Linked DNA regions of Zea mays: region 1 is linked to region 2. The links are chromatin contacts, called in public Hi-C maps. All regions are on one chromosome and are shown on one strand. The core of a region is the stretch at or near the end of the contact, and the rest is flanking DNA. Distances in the headings are between cores, read along the strand shown. Region 1 holds the start of LOC100278146 (Protein SMG7). Region 2 holds the start of LOC100383334 (UDP-Glycosyltransferase superfamily protein).

Region 1 (5,583 bases), core at 547-3,046, 540 kb before region 2:
GCTGGAAATGGCATCAGCTATAATTAAAAGAGTGGGAATAGAGAATAAATAATTGAGTGAGCAAATATAGTAATGTGGTAAAACCTGATGATGAGGGTTGCCACTGGAAGGATAGATAGAAGCTGCCTCCTTGTAGTAACTAGAAGCCGCTGTGTATTCACGACTAGCAGAATCACCATCACCATTCAAACTCTTGTAACGAGCAAGATCTCCCAAATATATCAGACACCGATGGCATGAAATCAAACCTTTCTTCAATTGAACTGTTTTCATGTCATCTCGCACAGAGTTGTTTGCATTGTCAAGGCTGTCTGGAAAGTAATTGAGTGGAAGGCCCCAATTTGATTTGATCTTTAACATCAAGTCATGATAGAAGCCAGTTGCTTCTGAAAGGAAGCTTTTGAAGGCTGATTTAATTCTCTTGACTCGATCTGGGTTAGTGTTGCTCTTCCCACTCTGAGATGCAAGTGAGCTAGCTGCACTAATGTTCCTCCTGAAGTCCTCAATTCTTTTGTAATGCAACTGCCATAGGAGATACTCTACATCTCTCTGTTCAGAGAGGTCGTGATCTATGAGAATTATCTTCTCAAAGTTGTCACGCATCTGAAGCCATATGTTGGGATCTGATGGGACTTTGGATTGTGCGGACTTACGAAGCTGGTCTTCAAGTTCATTATTCTGCATAATAACATTGCAATGTCACAACTTTATCATTATGCTTTGCGTAAACATGATTATCAATTGCATTTCCTTGCCACATGGGAGAACCCAGAATACTAGCAAAGCTTGACTTATATCTGATGAACAATTAGCTCAGGGTATTCTTCTTTCTTAAGCAATTTATCAAGTAAACGAATTAGCCTATGTAAAGACATATAAACTATCCCAACTGCTCCAGAATCCACAGTACCCGACGATTAACATAAAACAAGCAGCGCCAGGCATCCAAAAAAACGTGAAAAGGCCAGGGGCATAGCGGAAACTATGGATCAAAAACCCATAGTGTCGACCAGTAGTATAACATCCTAAGGAACAAGAGGAACTAATAGCCTTTACCCTAGTAAGGAGACGCTCGGCAAGGTCCCGCGTGGAGGATGGGGCTGCGCTAGCACTATCCATGGGAACAGTCATCATCCATCAACAGTACACGAGTTTCAGCACCTGCAGCCAAATTACGAGCCCATGAGTCACCGACGAAAAGCAAACATCGCGCCAGAAAAGTACCAATCCAATCTCGAAAGCGAGTATCCGAGTCCCGACCCGAGCAAACGAAACCCTAATCCCCCTCCTAGACGCGTAGAAGGATGAATCTACGCGCCCGGCTACGATCCCCGGCGACCAGCAACAAATCCGCGGATCTCCTCAAATCCCGGTCAACCCGAGGCGGGTGACCGCGAAATCTCGGCTCAAAATCCACGGTTCCGCACCGGGAAAACTCGCGATCGGGTCCAAGAGGAGGACGAATCCAAGGAAATCGCGAGTTCTGGGGAGGAATTCGTACCTGCGCGTTGCTTGCTATCGCGACGCGAGCGAGTGGGGAGGGGAATTTGGGGGCAGATGGCAGAGCGAGGGAAAGAGGAAGAGGAGGAGGAGGAGGAGGAGGCGATTTCCTTGTTTGTTTGTCGTCGTCGCCGTGTTGGGATTGGACTCCCTCGGCGACGGAGAAATTTAACTTTTTGTCATTATAAAAAAACATCAACTCTGATTATTACTTTTATGACTGTCTTTATAGAGAGGAGTTTGAACTAATGGTTGGCCATTTTTTTGCACGCCGCGCCCGTCACGCCGAAGCCCAATCAGCACGTAGACGTGAAATGACGACGCTGCCCCTCCTGGTTCTAGACCCCTAGGGATTACAATGCAAGATTGCATGGACAGTTCTGTGGACCGGGTTCATAGCTCATTGCTCGGCTGGCTGTTCGATTCGGCGTAGAATAGCCAGCTCCACGCACGCGCCACGCCCTCAGCCCGGCCAGCTTGTTACTCCATCTGCTACTTCACCAGAGCCCCAGGAAGAGTTGTTGTTGGACGTGGCACAGGAGCAGCCACAGTGGCGCCGAGTGGGCGTGTGTGTCGCGCCAACTGTAGAGTGAGCGGCCTAGAGTGGAAGTGAGCCCAGTAGCTGTGTGGCTGTGGCCGTGGGCCGTGTAGTTGTGTTTGTGCCTCTTGTGAGGGGTATAAAAAAATGAGAATACAATCCTGTCCTCCTACCTCCTCTTCCCTCTCTATCTTCCTCCTTCCCATTCTTCCTCCTTACTAGTTAGGTACCCGTGCGTTGCGACGGCTCATAAATTCTCACAAATTACAAATCTAAATGTCATAGCCCAATACATACATGTTAGGTGTGTTTATATGCCATGGAAAAATCATTTCTATTTTTGCACATTGTCTCAAAACTCTAAAAAGCTATAACAAAAGAACATATCATAGTGTTCATGAAAAAAGGACACGTTGCGGACGGTAAATAAATTTGTTCATTTTGAAGCTATAGAAAGATGCATTTATTTATCATTTTGAAGCTATAGAAAGATGCAAAGTACATGGTAAAAGCCATTCTATGTGAAGAATGTGAAGGTTTCGTGTACTTCGATCTGCATTTGGAGCAATGTATTTGCCACCATCTCTATCCAGATCAAATTACAGCGTGAACTCAGTGCAATCATTAATCTGGCAAGCAAGTATTAATAAACATGACAATATCAACAAAAAAGTAAGTGTTAATTTTTTTATTTAGACTGATTGTAATTACTGCACACATCAAGCGTCCCCTAAAGTACATGAACAATACAACTAATTGAACAAAGTGAAAGTTATAAGAACAAATCTTAATCGTGGTATCTCTCATATAATCGTATTCAGAGCGCTTCAGCTGGAGTTGCAAAAGATGGGGGAATCAAGGAAAAGAATGTCCTTCCTCGCATCCTGCGATATCAAGATTGAATCCAGTCATGAGATACCGTAAAAAATAAACTATAGAAAAAGGTTATCATAACTTACAAACTTCCTTCATCAGTCTGTAAAAAAAGAACAGGAAGTAAAGGAATATCACATGCACCCTACATGTTCACCATATGGCTATACCGTGCAATAATTTAGTTGTTTCCTATCTTAGTAAATGAATACATTGAAGCTCACAAATAACATAAATATCTTGATCAATAGACCAACTCTATTTGGTTTTCATCTTAACAAACAACAAGATGGTTTGTTACCTGCAGACCATGATTCTTTGTGTGATCCTTACCACCCCTAATTGCAAGACCTCTAGCTCAAAAATAGCAAAACACTCCCCACTCCATGCAAGCAGCAAACACAGTACAACAAGTAAACAAAGCAAGTGGACAACGACACTTCATGGGCAGATTTAGGAATCTTCCCTTAGCTTAGGTCGACCCCTGACAATCTCTAGATGTCCCTAATCCCAATCGAGCATCGTAGTTATGAACCAACACTTTTCTTCCCTTCTAGAGTCAATGTGGCCCAGCTCAACTGAAGTTAAAGGAGGGTTTGGACCCTGCATAGAGCCCAAACATGAAACAATTCATTCAGCTATAACAAAAAAATCGGATGCAACTGGCAATAATCAAAATTTATGAATAATTACAAACCTTGTATATTCTATTGATTCGAAAATGCATGCAAACAAAATTATTCTTGTCACGAGTACACTACGCAGGTTCATGTTTGCTCTTGTGTTGGCAGTTTACCTACCCTAGTATAGTTTTGAAATATGAATATAATGGTAAGATATAAGTGGACCAGTCATGTCAATTTTATTGCTAGTTTAAAAAGTGTTTCTTTTCAAGGAATCTCTCTACTCAACAACATTTGGTTAGGACAACAGACTTGCAAATAATATTTTTGTTTGATGTTGAACAAAGGTTAGGGTACGAATGCCAATATGCAAGGATCTGTAAATAAATACATCTGCCGTTGCTTTCTAATTTTGACAGGTTGGTGTCATACACTACTTTTCGTTCTTGAAAGCTAGAGAGGAACTCGGCTGTGTACCTATAAGCTGTGGTGAGGCCTCACAAAGGATTAGCTGCAACGGTTTCCTTATGTTTCTATGTTTCCAGATTGCCATGAACTGAACCATTCAGTTATATCACCGATTAGATGAAGAAACAATTGCAAGCAGCCCAAAGGCTCTTCCGCAAACAAATCAGGCAAATGGTTAATAGTAAGACAGCTATAAACATACTCCACTCGATAACATAAAAACATACTCGACAGCAGGCAACCTTGAGCACAGTTAGGGTAGAATAAAGGTCTAGAACACACTTCTCCACATCAAGTAGAAGCACACGGCCAAATTTAGAAGAAAAAAAACAAGAGAGAGAGTCGTACCACAGCTCCCCGTCGTACCACACGGCCAAAATAAATTTCATGTTACATCCAATGATATCAGAAAAAAAATATTATCACTTTAGAAGCACTCGGTGCCATGTTTTTGTCTTTGGAATAGAAGGAGTGCTGAAACGATGTCAGCAACTAACTGGGCAAAAGAATACTGGTACCATGCATTGTGGCCTCTGCACCTCAACCATGCCTGCATCGTGCATCCATCCACCGGAGACCTCAGCCCATCATCCTTCCCTTCCCTGATCCCCTCCCCTTTCTTCTTGTATATAAATCATCCAAACTGCTCCTTGTCCGCGCAAGAGCAAGCAGTGATGACTAATCCGACTCCCTAGCTCCCACACTACCACCATCCCATTCCCATCCAACCAGCTTTAAAAAGCCCCCACCAGGCCACCACTACATCCTGCGCTGCACGCCAAGCTCGCCTCGCCTCTGTTCAGCTCACGGTGGAAGAGGAGGCGACATGCCGACAGCACACGAAAATCTGTTCGCCAGTCGAGGGTCGGATTGAGGATGAAGACAACGCCAACGAACAGCACGTGCATTAGGAGTACCATGAATCTAAGTCCTAGCGCCGTCCTCCTCTTTGCGCAAAAGCCTCCAGAGGCCCACTCAAAACCCCCCATGGACACAACAAAGCACCGAATCGAGCAAAATATCAGGTACAGAGAAAGATCTGCTTTTGACAGGCGTTGCGACGTTAGGTACCCTATCAGGATGAAGACAGGCACAAGAGCAAAATCCAATCCAGTTTATCTGCAAAAGCCTCTGTTCGCTGAATTTTCAACCCACAAACAATATCAGGCGTAGGTAGCGTACCTCGATCAGAGAGGCGGGAGCTGGGCTCAGCAGCAGAGGAGGACGCCAGCCATGGATCTCGCCGAGTAGGAGACCGCGACCCCGGTGTTCCATGGAGAGCAGCTCGTTGGGGGAGTGGACTGCGGGGGAGAGGAGATCTGCTGGGACCGCTATTCCATGGAGAGCAGCGTGGGCAGGATGGGCTTGCCCGGTCGTGGATCTCGCCGAGGAGGAGACCGCGACCCCGGCCTTCCGTGGAGAGCAGCGTGGGCGGGATGGGCGGGCTCAGCCGTGGATCGCGCGGAGGAGTGGATCGCGGTGAGGGATTGGGTCGCCTTCCAGGATTTGCAGTCTGTTCAAAGCCGCGCGTAGAAGGAAGCCCACGCACCATGGATTGAGGCATCGAGCAGAGTGGATCCG
Region 2 (5,592 bases), core at 652-3,151:
AAAGCCTCCACCTCTGCTGGGACAGATCCGAATCATCCTCGTCATCGACAACTGGAGGCAAAAACCCAGACATGCTCACTTCCGGGGAATCGCCAGGAGCTTCATGTCCAGGAACCTACTATTGTTGCGGAAGACGGAACAATTGTCCCTCACAGTCTCTTTAAGTAGCATTAGAGTCAATTGGTCTAATTTAGACATTTAACTTCGCCACCGTTAAGTCGATGTTATCTAGAGCGGTTGGGACACACGAGTGTGTTTCTCTCTGAGAGACCTCCACATTTTGACGACGTTAATTTTTTCATATTGAAGTGCTACCATGGTCCATGCCTTCCTATATAGAAACAATTGATTTAGATGTTTAGGGAGTCACTCATGATAAGATAAAATAAGAATTCTAAAAATTTAGATTGTAAAAGAGTTAGCAATTGTTTGTTGAATCTTTTACTATAGATATTTTAATCAAATGTTAACTTTAACCGAAGGAAATGAAATTTGGTGTAAGTTATATAAGCTCTATGGAGGCCCTGATAAAATTTAAAAACCTGTTGTGTAGGATCAAAGCAAATAAAATTATAGATGAAAATAAAAATTCTCTATCTCTACTAATATAAAGTCGGAGTTTCTCTTGCATCCTCCCATCTCTCTCCCCTCTCACTTGCGCAGAAATACCAAAAACCTTTAAAAGCTAGAGTTCATCCTATACCAATAATTAAAAATTATTCAAATGACTGATATTTAAAAATATATACTAATAATTAAAAATTAAAAATACAATCATGTTTGAATAAATATCTCATTTAAACAAAGTCTACCTATATAATATATATAGAAACTGTAGCAATGGACGGACAACTAACTACTATAAGTAAAATAATGAACTATCAGATAATTATGATTATTAAACATAGTTTAATTATAAAACTAATTATATAGATAGAGACTAAAAGAGAAGACGAATTTATTAATCATAATTAAACATATATTTAATACTCATAATTGATATTAAAATATTTGATCACACACTATACATGGATTGACCTGATCGACCCTCTCTTAGTCGCTCGGTATCTGTCTAGTCAGTCATCATCATGGGCGGAGCCTAGGCCCCGCTTGGCATGCCCGGGCTTCGATAGCCCAGCGACCCAACTATCTTAGTCTGACTATCCCAACGGGCCAACGGGTTATGAGCAATCCTAGCCGCGCGTCCCCATCTCTACGGCGCGCCCTCGCAGGCTCCCCGCTCCGCTGCTTCTTCCCGTCTCCATCGCTCCGTGCTCCTAGCCTCGAGCCTCCGCACCACGCCCGCTACTCGCTCCGGCGCTCCCGGTCTTGGGCCTTTGCGTCGCGTCCACACCGAGCACCGGCGGCACCTTGGTGTGCCGCACCTCCGCCTACCTCCACTTCACCAGTTCACTGGGAGCAGGAGCCATCTGCCGCCGCCATCTTCGGCGCTGACTCGGGCTCGAAGCTCCATCCCGCCTCCCGGTCTTCGCCGTCGCTCGGTAAGCCGGCAAAGGGTTCATCATGTTCTAAACAACTTGATGTATTCATGGTAACAAAATTCCAGAACCTATGAAACTATCTTTAGTTTAGGGAATGTTTGAATGAACTAGAGATAATAGTTAGTGGTTAAAATTAACTGGAGACATGCAAACATCCTAATTATTAACTATTTTTAGTAAATTAGTTAATAGTTAGCTAGCTATTTGTTACCTAGCTAATTTCACTAGTATTTTTAGTCAACTAATTATTAGCTTTAGTACATTCAAACACCCTCTAATTTTCTCTTACTTTTCCAATAGGTTATTTAAATCCATCCCGCACGTGCGCCATGTTATCCGTCAGCTTCCTCCTTGTGGTCGTGGTCGTGGCCCCGCCGTCCCGTGCGCCATTGCCAAGTCGAGGCACGCGGCCAGTGGTGCCCTCGTCATCGTCAATGAGCACCGACGCCGCGCCCCTCCTCCACTCCACCTGCACAGCGCCGCTCGCCCCCACACCCCAACCCAACCATCCGCTCCTTGTCGCCTTCCGACGCTGAGTTTGCTGGTGTCGATTTGCGCCGTCGGATGCTCGATCTGGCAGCCGCCTGTGCCGACCTACTCGTCGAATCCGGTGAGCGCTCGGCCTTCCTCTCTATCTTCTCTGTCCAAGAGAGGCCTCTGACGCCCGTTTACTTGCGGATTGGAGGAGGGTTTCCCTTTCGTTGGGTTGGGCTGCTGGTTTTGGGGGTCAGGAAAAGGAATCCCTTCGCCATGATATGGGATTGGGGTTCTATTGGAGCCCCCAAACCCCCGAATGGTAGTTTTATCTTATTTGTTATGGGTGGTGGTGTTCTTACTCTTTTGGGGATGCTCTACATTTTCACTGTTTGCACTACACTGCATCATAAAAGGGGTAGCATAAACGATAACCAGAATGTATGAATCGGTGGGCACTGCAAAGGCATGAAGCAAATTTCCACAAAATAATTGTTGAATCACATAGAAGAAATCAGACAAAAACAAGAGAATGAAAGTCACTCGAATTCAACTATGGTATGCTAGCTAGTGCAATAAAAGCCATGTTCTCAAACAGGTTACCTTGAGTTATGGGTAAAGCTATGTCTAAAGGAAGCCAGTTTATTGGAAACTAGCAGCTTGATCAAGAAGTGAACTAACTCTGAGATTTCCTTTTAGCAAGTAACACCACATGATATTCGTGTTAGCAAATGCACTTTATTTGAGGTTGCTAAAACTGGTGGGGTAGACCTTTTCGTTTCCTCAGGTTTGAATGAAACTAAACACATTGGTAGCAAAACAGAAGATATAAATAGAGGACTTTGGTAGCTGGGTGAATGAAAAATGGCTTTAGCCTTATGTGCAATTCTTGTTTGGTCTTTTTATGGTTGAATCCTCATCATGAGGTAATGCCTACTTGTAGTCTCTTTCATATTGTTGTTGGCATTGTAAGTTATTAGGCCATTTTACTGATGTAGGTTTAATATGTGGTGCATTATGTTGCTTTGCTCTGTCTTTTCCCCTTTTTAAAACCAGCAGTCTTGCATCATGCTATGCTTAATTTCTTTTTTTTTTGTTTTGGATTTTCAGTTATCTAACGTAATGGATGGGCAAGGCACAAAGCACAGGATTTTGATGGTGTCTGACTTTTTCTTTCCAAACTTTGGTGGGGTGGAAAGCCATATCTACTACCTGTCACAATGTCTACTTAAGCTTGGCCATAAGGTCCTATTTTCCTCATAAACTATATAGCTTTCTGTTTGCTTGCCGATTTTTTAGGATGTTAGATGCTCTTAACAAATATTCATCCAATAAACTAATGATTATTTTTTATCTCCAATCTGCTAATTTCATCAGATTCTTTACCCTTATCTGTGTTATACTAGACTTTTAGGATCTTGCATGTATACTGAGATGCTGTCGGACTGGACGACATGGACATGCATAGTAGATCATTAACTGTGAGCTGCCAGATTTTGAGCAATGTTTTGAACAAAATTTATGTGTTTTCCCTAGGTTGTTGTCATGACACATGCATATGGAAACAGATCTGGAGTACGATATGTCACAAATGGTTTAAAGGTCTATTATGTACCATGGAGGCCATTCCTGATGCAGAATACACTTCCTACACTATTCTTGACGTTTCCAATTGTAAGGACAATTATTATTCGAGAGAAGATTTCTGTCGTGCATGGACATCAAGCTTTTTCAACACTGTGTCATGAAGCATTAATGCATGCTAGGACAATGGGGTACAAAGTTGTCTTCACAGATCACTCACTTTATGGTTTTGCTGATGCTGGAAGCATTCACATGAATAAGGTGCTGCAGTTTACTCTTGCAGATATTGATCAGGCAATATGTGTCTCACATACAAGCAAAGAGAACACTGTCTTGAGGTCTGGGATATCTCCAGAGAAGGTTTTCATGGTTCCTAATGCAGTTGACACTGCAATGTTTACTCCCTCTCCCAAGCGCTTAAACTGTGATGAAATAGTTATTGTTGTGGTCAGTAGATTAGTATACCGAAAAGGCGCCGACCTTCTTGTTGAAGTCATTCCAGAAGTGTGTCGGCTATTTCCAAAGGTGAGCTTGAGCTACATCACAATTTAAGTCAAATAACCCAGGTGAATTATGTATGTACACACTAAGGGAAAACCTTCGTTATGCAGCATATAACAAACTTGATCACAAAATGTTTTAATCGGAACAAAGTCTATGACAGTACATTTTTATTGGACAGTAGAGTTTTGGCTGTTTTCATGAAGTTATCTTGCACCATTATTTTCTTGCTGTATGTACTGTTTTGGATTTAGTTAGTTGGTTGTGTGTTGCCGATTCACGACTCCATGGACTTGCCAGGTTCGCTTTATTGTTGGTGGTGATGGTCCAAAACGTGTGCGCCTTGAAGAAATGAGGGAGAAGTTCTCCCTTCAGGATAGAGTTGAGATGTTAGGAGCTGTACCTCATGCTCAGGTGCGATCGGTTCTGATATCTGGACATATATTTTTGAACAGGTAAATTCTTCCTACATTTTCGTCATTTCATGTTGAAAATCTTGTTTCTACTTTCTAGTGTGTTCATCTTCTTGATGGACATCAATCTTGATCCATTTAAATTTGGGATGCATTTTCTGCGTTAGCAATAGAACTTTTATGTTCTTGATTGAAGTGCTCTTGAATATGTTGTCCTAAAACACAAACTAGGAATATGATTTAATACACAAGTTTATTCATGGAAGTAATGGGGAGTTTTTTTTTTCTGAATTCTAAATATATTGAGATGGATCATGAGTTAACTGAAGGATTGTAATTTTTTGCTCATCTTGCATTACTTACCCCTATTGTCAATCATATACCATAATGCTGTAGAGAAACTAGATGATAGGAAATTTAATCTCTGGGACATGCAAAGGGTTTGATCATTTTATGTATACATGCTGTAAGTAACACTGAAATGTAACCTTTGTTATTTTTAGTTCACTCACAGAGGCATTTTGCATAGCCATTCTAGAAGCAGCTAGCTGTGGACTGTTGACAGTGAGCACTAGAGTCGGTGGTGTCCCTGAGGTATGTGGTTATGATCTTCAGTTTCTCCTTTGCAGAAAATCCCTACCTTGGTTAGCTGATTTTTCAGTTTCATGCAATTTATCATTTCTCTTTTCAGGTTCTTCCAGATGACATGATAGTACTTGCAGAACCAGCTCCTGGAGATATGGTAAGAGCTGTCAAGAAAGCCATCGACATGCTACCTGGAATAGACCCCCAGATTATGCATCTTCGGGTGAGCCTGAACTCTCAACATTCCTCAACTTATTTGAACTCTGCATTGTACCATTTCTATTGTGCTTATTTTGCATTAGCTTCTATTTAGTTGGAGTTTCGTGTGCAAGGTCCTTGGTATTGATTCAGCTTCTTCTGTTTTGGATCTTAGATGAAAGAACTTTATAGTTGGGACGATGTTGCCAAAAGAACTGAGATTGTTTATGATCGTGCAATGGAATCTCCAACAACAAATTTACTAGATCGCCTTCCTCGGTTAGTAAACACAAGATTTTGACAACTCATCTTGTTTCTTCAAATAGATTTTGTCA

What was found. A called contact is a pair of places that touch in the nucleus more often than the background predicts.
Region 1: a contact with region 2 is called in a Hi-C map of leaf, with 4 times the contacts expected there. The contact joins the promoter of LOC100278146 here to the promoter of LOC100383334 in region 2. A contact is called at or near these places in 2 of 25 Hi-C or Micro-C datasets (leaf and leaf mesophyll).

Annotation. Positions count from the first base shown.
Region 1 is chr2:176,193,349-176,198,931 of Zm-B73-REFERENCE-NAM-5.0, reverse strand. LOC100278146 (Protein SMG7) reads right to left here and starts at 1,796. Exons shown (of 8, transcript XM_008671874.4): 1 at 1,502-1,796; 2 at 1,057-1,161; 3 at 85-678; 4 at 1. The coding sequence starts at 1,134.
Region 2 is chr2:175,653,417-175,659,008 of Zm-B73-REFERENCE-NAM-5.0, reverse strand. It overlaps LOC100383334 (UDP-Glycosyltransferase superfamily protein), which reads left to right and starts at 1,901. Exons shown (of 10, transcript NM_001175992.1): 1 at 1,901-2,112; 2 at 3,087-3,221; 3 at 3,513-3,650; 4 at 3,831-4,085; 5 at 4,362-4,516; 6 at 4,978-5,068; 7 at 5,166-5,282; 8 at 5,433-5,536. The coding sequence starts at 3,099.